Linked DNA regions of Mus musculus: region 2 is linked to region 1. A link is a contact called in public HiChIP or PLAC-seq data. All regions are on one chromosome and are shown on one strand. Each heading gives the region's core, a stretch centred on a gene start, on an enhancer-like site or on the middle of the called end of the contact. The rest is flanking DNA. Distances are from core to core; before and after follow the strand shown. Region 1 has its middle 24 kb from the start of Gm36144. Region 2 overlaps Gng12 (guanine nucleotide binding protein (G protein), gamma 12).

What was found. HiChIP or PLAC-seq counts read pairs in DNA pulled down with a chosen protein or histone mark.
Region 2: an H3K27ac HiChIP or PLAC-seq map of large pre-B cells shows a contact between it and region 1, with 7 times the contacts expected there. The contact joins two enhancer-like sites. A contact is called at or near these places in 2 of 484 Hi-C or Micro-C datasets (cerebral cortex and cortical neurons) and 2 of 115 datasets of contacts at active chromatin or transcription factors (astrocytes and large pre-B cells).

The regions. Positions count from the first base shown.
Region 1 is chr6:65,644,476-65,650,834 of GRCm38.p6, forward strand. No RefSeq gene overlaps it. Among named protein-coding and RNA genes, the nearest start is that of Gm36144, 24 kb to the right of the region's middle. Within about 2 kb of position 3,441, at least 36 of the 459 cell types and tissues checked have an H3K27ac peak or open chromatin away from gene starts, as enhancers often do.
Region 2 is chr6:66,963,551-66,970,083 of GRCm38.p6, forward strand. The region is part of intron 3 of Gng12 (guanine nucleotide binding protein (G protein), gamma 12); the gene reads left to right. Among named protein-coding and RNA genes, the nearest start is that of Gm36816, 42 kb to the right of the region's middle. Within about 2 kb of position 4,856, at least 36 of the 459 cell types and tissues checked have an H3K27ac peak or open chromatin away from gene starts, as enhancers often do.

The sequences.
Region 1 (6,359 bases), core at 2,191-4,690:
TCAATAGTTCCAACCTTCCTCTTAAAGAAACTTGAAGGGTGAACTCCACCCTCCCAGCACAGCTACTTCCAACAGCATTCCTAATAAGATTCTGCAATGTTTCCTATGGTATTTATGCAGTGCCTACACAGTTTTATTTTCAGAACCACTGTTCTCCTTTTCAGAATAGCTGTGTTATAAGAAACTTATTCCATTTGAAGTAGGACCCATCACTTACTGCTTTCCCAAAATAGCTTGTGGATTTATGTTATTGTGACAACCTATGAGTAATATAGAATGTTCAAATCAGAGATCATTCTGAGACAAATCAGAGGAGAGACATATCAGAAACCCCTTCAGCTAACTAGCTTATTGTACTAAGTCCTGGGCTGACTATTACTTCATTGGGTAAAACTTATTTACTGAAGAGGTATGTTTGGCAGTCAAAACGGGAGGAACAGCTGTAGGAGTTCTGTTTCCATTGAACTCAGTGATTCATTTGGAACTACATAAGCCATTTAACCAAGAGGTGTTTAAATAAAGCATAGCCCAGGGTAGCTTGCTGACTTGTGGTGCTGATTCTTTTGATTTGAAAAGAATCCATATGGCTCTCAGACGAGTTGTGACATCACCAGGAAGTCTATTCTTCCTGTTCCTTTTGTCCTTGTCCTTGTCCTTTGTCCTTGTCTTATTTTTTTTTCTTCAAATATAAAGTGTTTTGTCCAAAGATTGTGCAGGCAAATTTCACAGTGATTTGTTTATGTTGGGGCACATGAAGGTCTTCAAACTCACCATCAAGAATCTTGCCATTATTTAATAGACGAACGAAGCCAGTCCATATTTCCAACAAGTCTTTCCTTTATTTGGCATAGCCTAGTCAGTCTTACCTAACACTACAGTCAGATATCTGCCTCTGCAAGACAAGACTTAAATGCTGCTGCAGCTAACCCGTTTTGCACCGGACATCTTTGGTGAGTGGTCTGGGCAAAGTTGTCTATCTCAGAAGCAGAGAGGTCCACACATTAACTCAGTGACTTCATCACAAGCTGTAACGTTGCCATTTCAGTAATGGCTTCATCATTGTAGTGAAGCACAACATTATAGTTTACAAATGCTAGTCTCAAAATGATCACCAGCAGTAGCAAACCCACCTAGGGCCTTTCTAGAATTACAAACTCTTAGGCCACAGCACAGAATTTGGATTACAAACTCAGTTCGAGCAGTTTAGCAACACGTTTTGACAATGTCTCTCTGTGATGGTTACTTTAATGCCAACTTTGCCCAAAGTAGAATTACTTGAGTAAGGAGCCTCACATGAACTGTTCCAATTACTTTAATGGATGTGGAAAGAGCCCCTGCCCCCAAGTGTGGCAACACCATTTGGTAGCAGTCCAGATAAAAATGGTTATGGCAGCAGGAAGGTTATGTGCCTTCTCCCCATTGCCCTTCCCTCTTGGCTGCTTGGACTTTTTTCCTACTGTTGATTTGAACAGATTTACCTTGTTGTTGCTGCTAATTCCTTTGTTCTTAACAGAACCACTGTTTCAGACTCCCATCATTGACTAAGGCCAGTGGCTCTGCAGGAACCTCTCAGTTTTTCAGTTTCAGATCAGGACAACTGAGGCACTCCCCACCCCCACCCCGTCCCCACCCCTGAGACAGGTGAGCTCTATTTTAAGAAGCCTCTCTGGTGAGCTACTATTTTAATGTAAGTTTATTTAATAAATTCTGTTAGTATATATTCCTCCTATCAGTTCTGTTTCTCTGGAGAACCCTGACTAGTCAAACCTTCATGGACACATTTAGCAGAGCAGAGCTTACCTGTGCTTGGTTAAGCTTATCCTTAACCAAGGAACTATTCACTAAGACATCTCCCACTTCCCATAACTCACAGTTTTAAAAAATGCACAGTAACCAGACAGCACAGGAGACATAAATAATCTTCTCTTAAAACCTTTATTGTTAGTAGAAACATGTTGATTTTTAATATTATCTTGTTCACAGTCAAATCCATTTCATCATGTTAATCATAATCTTGTTTCTGGAAAGGGAGGGCTGCTGAAAGGAGGCAGTCACGAAGCAGGAAGGCCATGCTGTGTATGGCAGGCATCGTTCCTCAAGTGCCTCTCAACTTAAAACCTGTGTGTGTTTTAAACATTTAGTCATAAGAATCTTCACCTGTGAGATTTTTTTTCCTTCTGCATCACTAAGCTAAAGTACTTCTTTGAATGGAATCTCGAATGGCAGAGATTCCACAGCCTCTCTAACTGGTTTTGTTCTCACAGTGGTTTTTGCTCTTTTTATATCCTCCAGTCACCTTGACTGAGCCTTTAGGACCTGTATGATCTTCAGTCTGTCCTCTAATTTATGCCTCTTTGTCTTTTTCTGCCATCTATTTAATATCTAATTACATCACTTCTCTTCTGTTTGGCACCATCCTCTAGATTCAGAGTCTAGAAGAACAGAAAGAGATTCAAGAAGAGCATTATGAAAGGGATTCACTGGAATGGCTGATATGAGTGTCTGCAGGCTAGAGAAGCTGAGACACCAATTACTGCTCAGTCCATGAAGCTGGATGTCAAGGATCGAAACCCAGTGAATGCCTGGAAGATTCCTGGGTAGCTACTACTCTTTATGTTAGAATGTCCAAGGTACTAGGTGGTGGCAAAAGTCTGCAGAGATGGAAGTGGGAGCCACAAGAGGAGGGATAGATAACCTCACTCATCAGGAATCAAAAGACAGGCCTGACAGGAAGCACTGTCCTTTTCTCAGATCTCTTTGTGATCTAGAGCACTTAGAGGAAGACACTGTTATCTCAAATAAAAATTCTCCTTAGCTAATCCTTTCTGTAAATGTCTCAACAGATCTTGGTGACTCCAGATCCTGTTAGGTAGACAACCAAGATAAGTCATCACATCTCCCTTGTGATGGAAAACATTAGCAAAGGTTCTCTCTGTGGGAAAGAGTCAACACATCAGGGACAGTTTGCTTTTAACATACTGAGCCATCTCTGACTCTGTGTCATTGTCATCTTTGCATATCCTGTCCAGCCTCTGGTATAATCCATGCATTTGTCCAAAATATTAGAAGTGGATGCTCTTGGCCAGATTTATAATAAGATGACACAACCCAAAGGACAGGCAGTTTTACATAGACAGTGTCACCTACCTACACCTCTGGATGGATACTATACAGAAAGGTAGGTGGCCCCTCCTTAGGGAGGTTTAACTTGTGTCTGGCTGAGTATGAGGTGGGCTGACCTGAAAGCCCAATTCTCATGCCACAGCCCATCCCAGTGCCTTTTCTCACGCCAGGCTCTCTTGCAAGCGGATCTACCGTGCTTTCTGCTGTATCCAAAGCTATGTTGCTTCAATCACCATTCTTGGTCCAACTGTACTGTGAGCTAGAGACACATTAATACAAAAGCTCTGAAACTCTGCTATTGACCTGACTCAGGAAGTAGCAGTCTGTAACCACATCCTGCAGAGGACTGTGCTGGCTGCAAGAGGTGCTTCGGGTATATGACATGTCCTCAGTAAATATCCATGACTGAATAAATAAGTGAATTCCTCCTTCAAAGAAACCCTGCTTGATTATGCTTTTCCTTTGAACAGTCCCTTCACTTCATGTTCGTCTTCAACCCTTAACTCTGTTCACAGGGTTCTGGACTACTGCGTGATGAGATTTAACCACTGTGTATCATCTTTAGCTTGTCTTGCTCTTTCGGTGTCATTCACATGGAAGGAAGCAAAGAAGGAAGATTCAGAAACAAACAAAAAGGCAAAGGAGAGCCCCCTGCTTGTCAGCTCAAAAGTCCAGGCTAAGAAAGTATCTGTGATTCTTTTCCTGAAATAGGTGCTGCTCCGTATTCCTTGATCACAAGTAAACCAGCATAGTACGGCACAAAAGAAGAGATAAAAACTGATGATCATCTCAGCACACACAGAAAATGCCAGGCAGGTTCAACATCCAAAAGATCACAGGAAATATTGCTTTCACTGGGGTGGCTGAAGCCATGCCCGGTCCAAAGTGAGGCTTCTAAAAAGTGAGGGTTCTACAAAGTGAGGGCTCTAGGAAGCAAGGTTCCCACAAGGCTTGCTTCTGTTCATGGCATACCAGAAGTAATGGACCAGAAAAAGAAATAAGTCTCTTGAATTGGAAGGAGAAAAGAAATATCCTTGTTTATGTAAAAAAAAAAAAACCCTAAACCCTCATCATCAACAACAAAACAGTATAAAAATAAAAAATAAATGAAATAAAGTGGCCAAGTACAAAATTGGGAGTATGAAAACCAGGGTATTTCTGTGTATGAACCATGAGCCATTCAAAAGAAAGCTTAGGAGAAGAATCCTATTCATAACAGTAAAACAAGCAAGACAGACAGACAGCAAGCAGGCCATCAAGCAAGCCATCAAGCCATCAAGCAAGCCATCAAGCAAGCAAGCAAGCAAGCAAGCAAGCAAGCAAAAACCAATAAATATGGGGAGGCAAGAAGGCTCAGCAGAGTTTCTTACTAAGAAAGAAGGAAAAAGAAACCAACTCTACACCCAAATTCTTGTCTGATCTCTACTTGTTTGCCACAACAGAAGACCTGGCCTATAATAATAAAAAATTAAGATTAAATCAAGTCCCAGCTGGGTGTCCTAGTTAGAGTTACTATTGTTGTGATGCAATTCCATGACACAAACCAAGTGAGAAAGGAAAGGATGTATCTGGCTTTTGCTTACACATCACTGTTTATCACTGAAGGAAGTCGGAGCAGGAACTCAAACAGGGCAAGAGCCTCGAAGCAGGAGCTGATGCAGAGGTCATGACGGAGTGCTGCTTACTTACTGACCTTTTCCTCATGGCTGGCTCAGCCTGCTTTCATACAGAGCCCAGTACCACTAGCCCAGGGATGGTACCACACACAATGGGCCAAGCTCCATCAATCACTAATTAAGAAAATGTTCAGCAGCTGGATCTAATAAAGGACTTTTCTTAATTGAGGTTTCCTCCTTTGAGATGTTGCTAGCTTGTGTCAACTTGATATAATACTATCCAGTACATTGGACATGCTGGCTCATACCTACAATTAATTCCAGCATTTGGGAGCTGAGGCAGGAGGCCTGTGAGTTCCAGGTTCGCCAAAGGTACACAGTGAGACCTTGTCTCAAAACAACTTCTGTTCTTCAGAATAGTTCAGTAAAAATTTCCAATAAATGAGACAATGGGGGGGAGGGGGAGCTGGTATTAGGGGCAGGATAAGCTTCATGGTAAAATACTTCACTAGTCTGTGTGAGGCCCTGGCATTTGATCCCCAGTACCCTCTTTGGTCTGTAAAAGAGCAATTTCTATCCATCAGCATTAGTAGTAAGTAGTATTTCTCAAACCACTTACTTAAACCACTAGCTTTTCCTATGAACCAACTTGTTTTCTTCACTCCATTGTCACATCTGGATTTTGTTCTTTGCCTCATTCTACTGGTTCCTGGGGATTTTATTTTATTTGCTTACATGGATCCCACGTCACCTTCCAATTTACTAATCTGTAGCATTTCGTTTTCAAAGTCCTCTTCTACCAGAATCACTCAATGAGCTGTTTTCAGGATTCAGGAGTATTCATGGCAGTTTCCTTGCAGCTCATATGTGGAAAGGTACTGACTAGTGACAAAGACATTCATCTAGCTACATCTTGTCCATCTCGGTGACAGGACCAGGCTTAACTCTTTTTTTTTTTTAGATTTATTTATTTATTATATGTAAGTACACTGTCTTCAAACACTCCAGAAGAAGGCATCAAATCTCATTACGGATGGTTGTGAGCCACCATGTGGTTGCTGGGATTTGAACTCAGGACTGTTCAGAAGAGCAGTCAGTGCTCTTAACCGCTGAGCCATCTCTCCAGCCCCCAGCCTTAACTCTTGAAGCTTACAGAAAAGACATTCAAGGACCATATCACTTTTTAGGAATGTAAGCTTGCATTTGTTGTTGTTGTTAGCCTGAAAATATAGGAATCCTTAAGAGAAACAGTAGCTCATAAGCCTAAACCCAGGCTAGAATTGGTCTCAAGATATAAAAACAGATGCAGTAACTTTCCCCTTAAACTGGGGTGTCCCTTCTGGTCAGGTTGTAGGCTATGGCTTGAGTTGTCTTTGTCCAGCAATGTAGTCAAGAAACATCATTTGTCTTTCAGATCTTGCCATGAGAACTCAGGCTGTAGATTTTAATATTTGTCTGGTATAGTCATTTTGGTTTTGAAACAAAATAGAAGTAAATAATAATCTAACCATTTGATCTTTCAGAATAGAATTAATTCTGTGTCTGCTTCATAGAACCATTCATAAAGAGTTTAGGTTTTAAGTACACCGACAGTGGAATAAAACAGGGGAAAAGACCTGT
Region 2 (6,533 bases), core at 3,606-6,105, 1.3 Mb after region 1:
CTGTGATTCTAAGACTTAAACTGCAATGTTCCTAACAACTCAAATATATGTTCTATCACTATCATCATTTTAAGATTAGGAAACCCAGGCACAGGGTGGTCTTGGCAGGGTCAGGAAGGAATGGTTCAGAACAGAAATCCGCAGTTAATTCCAAAGTACTTTTTTAAAAAGTTTGCCGGGCTGGTGAGATGGCTTAGTGGGTAAGAGCACCCAACTGCTCTTCTGAAGGTCCAGAGTTCAAATCCCAGCAACCACATGGTGGCTCACAACCATCTATAAGGAGATCTGGCGCCCTCTTCTGGAGTGTCTGAAGACAGCTAAAGTGTACTTACATATAATAAATAAATAAACAAATAAACAAACAAACAAATAAATAAATAAAAAGAGTTTTTTTTAAAACAAGAACATCTCTTTAAAAAAAAGTTTGCTACATTGTATTTTATATGCAGTAAATACTTGGTAAATGTTTATGACCAGCATAGTTAAGGACCTATAATTCATCAATGCAGACAAGAAGAAACCATACAGGTCTACTACCCCTTCCACCCAAAATTGTACTTCTGCCTGCTGCCTTTAGAATTCTGGGCCACAAATGCCATTCCCTGTGGTAGTCTCCACTCTTCAGTTTTTGCTAGAAATTGCATGTCTTTCAAGTAGAACATCAGGGAACAGCATCCTTGGGAGAATCTTGGCTCATTTTATTTTATTTAATTTCTGACATAGATATTTCCTGGACTTGTTTCTTCTTGCATAGTAGTGTCCTGAATAGTCTGTGTAGCCTCAGAAAGCCATGGCTGGAGGTTGCCGTAGTAACAGTCTAGCCCTCTGTATTGCACCATCTGTGTCTACTGTCACATGCACAAAGCACTTTCCAGCCGGGTGTGAGCATGCTCCACACTCCTGATACCAGCCCAATGCCTGGGGAGGGTTCATTAAGAGTCATTGCCCAGATCACCAAGGCCGGGGCTTGGTGCTGCCGTGGCCTGAGGAGGGAGCAGGGCTCAGCTTATCATTCTCCAGACTCACTGGTTTTCTTTCTACTATGCTGCCATATTAGGTAGTCTAAGGGAAGTTGGAGTAAAAACCTCATCAGACTCTTGGATCAGCGCACCAGGCTTGTTTCTGTAGCCACTTGCTCCTCGTAGCATGCTTGCTTTCAGCAAACAGCTCTCAAATGTCTCTCAGATCTCAGCATTCCTTCAGTGTCTTGGGACCCCTGACGCTACCCTCTCAAGAAAAGCACAAGCTTTCTTTTGGAACCTTTCTCTCTAAATACAAGGACATTTTCCACTGACCAGAATCAGTCAGAGGAAGTAGTGGGGAAGGTGTGGAGGAATGTCTCCATGGAAACAGCCGAGGTGGACCGCATTCCCTTTCTCATTGACTCATCAGCCATACTGATCATTGCCTTCTAGCTACACGGGCCATTATTTATCTATCCAGTGCACAGGTAGAATCGGGCTCTTTGTCCTGTAGTCAGAGAGCTAGGAGCCATGGGAACGGAAGGAAGAGATTGGGAGGCCAGATGAGAGCTGGACTTCTCTGGATGTTTTCCTTTCTATCTGCAACAAGAGTGCCTGTCTCTCAAAAGGACACACTTAGGAAGATCATAATGTTTTATGGAGGAAAGAGCCTATTTCCTGTCTAAACTGGGCTGCCCAGGCCCTGTCCAGCTATCTGTGTCTGAGGCAGATCAAAACCCATACAAGATACACCGCCTAAAAAACTCTGGTCCAGAGAATTGTTAAAAGGGGCAGACTACTCCTACAATCTGTTTGGTCTCAGAGATTACAGGTCTGACCACTTGATGAGGCCTGTGAGCAGAGTAAAAGAGGCATGGCCACTTGAGCTGCGTCATACAGGAGTCAGCAGCTGTGCTGGGACCAGATCCATCCCCATGGGAAAGGGTGGCTGAAGAGGAAGGAAGGCCTCATGTCACACATGTATACATACGAAGTTCAGCAGGAGCCTCTTTAAAAGTATCGGCCTTCCATCCTCCATTCCAACAAGAGTTTTTCAGACAAAAAGGAAAATTTAAAACTACTGTATTCTACCACGTTACCCCTAACTCACTTGCCCCTGCTTTTCCATCGGAAAACTGGAGCTGTCCAAAGCCATCACCTTTACGCAGCAGCCAGGCATTGAGGCCGTGCATCTTTTGTTGTTGACCTGTTCCAGCTTAAGAAGCTCCTGCTGCTCTCTAGTGAATGGCTGTGGGGACTCCTGTCTGCCCCACAGCAGACCTGCATCTCACCACAGTTCAGGCGTGTCACTTACGTTCCCCACACAGCCAGGACGGGCTTCTTGTCAAGTACACCCTCTTTACTATTACTTTGCTTGCCTCTCTTTGGGTGAACTGTCCTTTTATGTTCTGGTGCAATGCAGATGATCCTGTGGCAAGCTTTCTCAGTACACATCTGACCTTATGACCCATACTATGTCCTCCAGCTTCTTAGAAAGCATCTGCCACACTGGTGTGTGTGTGTGTGTGTGTGTGTGTGTGTGTGTGTGTATGCACAAGCACATGTGTAAAGGTATCCACAAGGGTCAGAAGAGAGCCTCAGCTGTCCTGGAGCTGGAGTTCAGGCATTTGTGAGCTGTCTGGTATGGATACCGAGTGGGACCAGAACTCCAGTCTCCTAGAAGAGCAGCAAACAGTCTTAGCTCTGAACCATCCCTGCAGCCCTATCTCCACGCTGTTTTGAAGTTGCTTTTCATTGTCCTCAGCCCTTAGCCTTTAAGCCCATTGAGGTCAGTGGGTTTGTCATAGTACCAGACCATGGTGCAAACAGGACTAGCAGGCAGTGCACATCCAACTTCTGCTTCATTGTACAGTGCTCAGCTCTACTTGTTCTATTTAAAGCTTCATCATCGCAGTATAGAGCCTCTCCTGTAAACAAACAGAAACTTTTTTCTAGTGAGGGCCTAGGACCAGGATATATTTAGCACAGCTAGTTGAAGACTGCTATTCATTGTTAAAGTCCTAGAACATTATAAAACTCCTAAGCGCCCTTGACTCATCAGAGGCAAATTAGATTATTCATTTAGCAAACATTCTGAGTGTACCCTTTGCACAACAGTGTGCTCAGTGTGATGGAATATGTCAGGGTAGGCTGACAGGGTTTGCTCCTAGGATGGATCATGGGGCTTTTATATTTTCTTCCTATATTGAACATTAGCAGATAGAGTGAGCCTAAAGAAGGCTGGCCTTCAGGGTAAAGTCACATTTCATATAAGACTGAACAGTGGAGGTGGGCTCTTCACTCAGATTCGGGGTAAGATAGACCACCAACCTTCTTATGCTTCACAGAAAGGCTGCAACCTTTCCGACCAGTGCCAACACAGAAAAGAACTGCTTGTTGACATACCTCTCCTTTAAGATGAGGTTACCTCTTGAAGCCCACGAGTCAATTTCTCCTCGTGTTTCCCTGGAGAGAATTAGGACACACATCCTTCCTGAACTTATCTCTGACACTTATGTGATCTACCCCAGTCTAGACTTATTGTAGTCACATGAAGAGGGAACTTACGAGGACAGCAGACCGGGGAGGGGGAGTAACAATCAAGATTACTCAAGAGACCACACCACCGTAGAAATCCAGAGAATTGGGGCATGTGCCCTGTTTCCCTGCAGGAAATACAGATAGAGTGGTCAGCAAGGCTTTCTGGAAAAAGTGATGTCTAAACTGTGGAAACGTGGGGAGAGACATTTTCTTTTCAGAAAGATCACTCTAGTAGCAAGAAGTAAATGAGAAGACTGCAGAGAAGATGTAGAGAGAGGAGCCTGGAGGTAGCAGAGGGGTGCAGGAAAAGTGGGGTGGAGTCGGGGCATTTGCCCACACATCGGTGCTATTCCCTGAACTGGAGATCGTAGCAATAGGTTGATTCTGCAGTTGGGCTAAAATGGTGAGCAAAGGTGCAACTAGTACTCTCTCTGTGGGAGGCTGGTGGATGGGTGGTCAGAAGAAGCCCAGGTAATCAGAGATAGACACATAGGGCCCTGAGTTGTGCCAAGAGGCCACACACAGTCCTTTTAAGAATGTGAACAGAGACAATGGTGAAGAGATGGGGGGAGGAGATACTGAGAGCAGGCAAACAGATCATACCTCTCCAGGTCCAGGCAGGGACAGCAAGGTCTCTGTGATAGTAAAGTGAACTGCACAAAGGAGACCTGAGTACAAGGATTCCCACCAGAGTGACAGCACTTGTCCTGAGTTTAGCAGACTTAAATCTTGGCAGTGTGCTTACATACACTGTTACTTAGTGCTGGCCTCTATGAGTGTAGGCATTCTTGCATTAACAAGCTTTGCAACAGACCAGGTAGGAACTGTTCAAGGGAGTCAGGGCATTTCTGAATGTAGCTCCTTGTCCCTTGTCTCAGGCCAATGCTTTGTTTACTAGAGACCTCTGCAGAGAGCCTTCATCCATCACTGACCAAGCATTTCCTGAAGTATAGTCTAGTACAGAAGACAGGGACAGGCAGAAATACAGCTGCAGAGCACCAAGTCACAAATCCGAGGGGCTGGGGGGAGAGCTGCTGTGGCTCTGGCCTCTGATCTAGCTGGCCTGCCTAGTACTTTCTGTTGACGTAATAACTCTAGTGGCCACTAGATCATCTGCTCACTGTAGAGCATGAATCAGAACTACTAAACAACAAGAGCTTCCCTTATGGCCACTGTGTCTCCAGGACCATTTCGAGTACTGATTGTGACAAATGAAGAAGGTGTTCTTGCTTTCCTAGAGCTAAGTAGGGAAGAAGGTCACAGGAACAGAGTTCTGTAGGACAGTGAAGCCAGTGCAGTGCTAGGACTGCAGGAAGCAGAGAAGCTCTGGGCTCCATCCCCCACTTCTCAGGGAATGCTGCTGGAAGCCGTGCTGGACATCTAATTCCAGCTGCCTTTGTCTCTCTGGGATCCTTCTAAGGTCATGGGGATGAATGATGTCATTTGGTGTCTAACAGCTTCTAGCACATAATGAGTTTCTGGAAATGATGGCAGATAGCTCACATTGTAGCCTAGACAAGTGGAGGGGTTTTGTGTGGTGGACTAAGATTATTACTGGGAAAATGGTGCCTCAGTCGCTTGTCAACTGTGAAATTATATGAGATATGCTACAACAGGACTAGCTCCTGCTTCTCAATGAATATTCTGTCCACACTTGATGAGGTTGTGTTTGTCATGCATCTCTAATTGACCTGGCATCTCTCTTAATGCTGAGGGAAGATGTACTTCTCGCAGAACATGGGTTCTGAGCCACTGAAAGCTTTTTGTCCAGTGAGAAAGTATGTAGACTTCCTCCAACTGTGTGCGTGGATGAGTTCATTCATGTGTATGAATGTGAGTGTACACTTACATAGCACACATGTGCGGGTGAGTTGGTCCTCACCTTCTACCTTCTGAGATGGCCTTTGCCGCTCACTTGTTGGTACACAGACTAGCTGAGCCAGGAGGTTCCAGGGTTCTCTTCTCAGCCAAGCATAGAACACTGGGATCACAGACCATGCTACTGCTCCTTACTTTTACTTGGGTTCTAGGGCTTTGAGCTTGGCTCTTCCTGCATGCATACACACTAAGAAAATAGAACCACTAAGATGAGAATTCTGCAGAAGTTAATGTTGCTGTTAACAAATGATTATTAAGGTAGATTTAAAGACATAAATATATTCTGTAGTCTGGAGAATAAAATAAGCCCTTTGCTCTGTATTGTACACAGCCTTCTAAGAAGTGGTTCCCAGGGACTAGGATCACAGGTGATTACATCTGTACTCCTTTTGATATCATGATTTAGTTATTTGAGTACTGCCAGTTTGATGGGAGACCTGAGATAGATGATGGTGCTCAGTAAGCCAGCAGATGAATATGTAAGGGCACTCTGAGAACTGAGTGGCCCTGGAAACCTAAACCCCAGCTGTTTCCATGGAGAAATATGCCCCATAAGGACCTTCTTTGAAATCAACTTTTGAACTCCTGCTGATTTATTAGTTGGGGGCTAATGATATAAAGCCATCACCTACTGATGTGTAAAATTCTCAGCATTAACCCATCATCAAGAGTTTATTGAGTGAGTGCTGGGTGGATTACACTGATAGGCGTAGCAGAGAGGAACAAAGGACAGAAAGAAGCGTGTCTGCCCTCCAGGAGTCTACACCTAGTTGAAGAGGGAAGAACTGACTATAAAGCAACTTCTATGGTGCCTGAGCCAAAACACAGGAGTCTGCAAGCAGCAGCAGGGAAGGGGATGTGAAGCCAGTGTGGTTAATCGGGAAAATGCAGTGTTCCACCCTGGAGCATGTTCTCTATTCATTTATAATCCCCAGAGGCACCAAAGGCTACTCATTCTTCCTGGAGAGCCTTGTGGGTGAACCCCTGGCTGTAGTGTTCCTGGTATGGGCAACTTGAAACCACACAGGAGTGGCTCAAACCTTCTCTGTCTTTTTCCCTGTATTTCCTTCAGCTGCTTTTGCCTCCATCTTGGCCATCTTTTTCTCCCTTTTTTTCCATCCATCCATCCATCCATCTATCTATCTATCTATC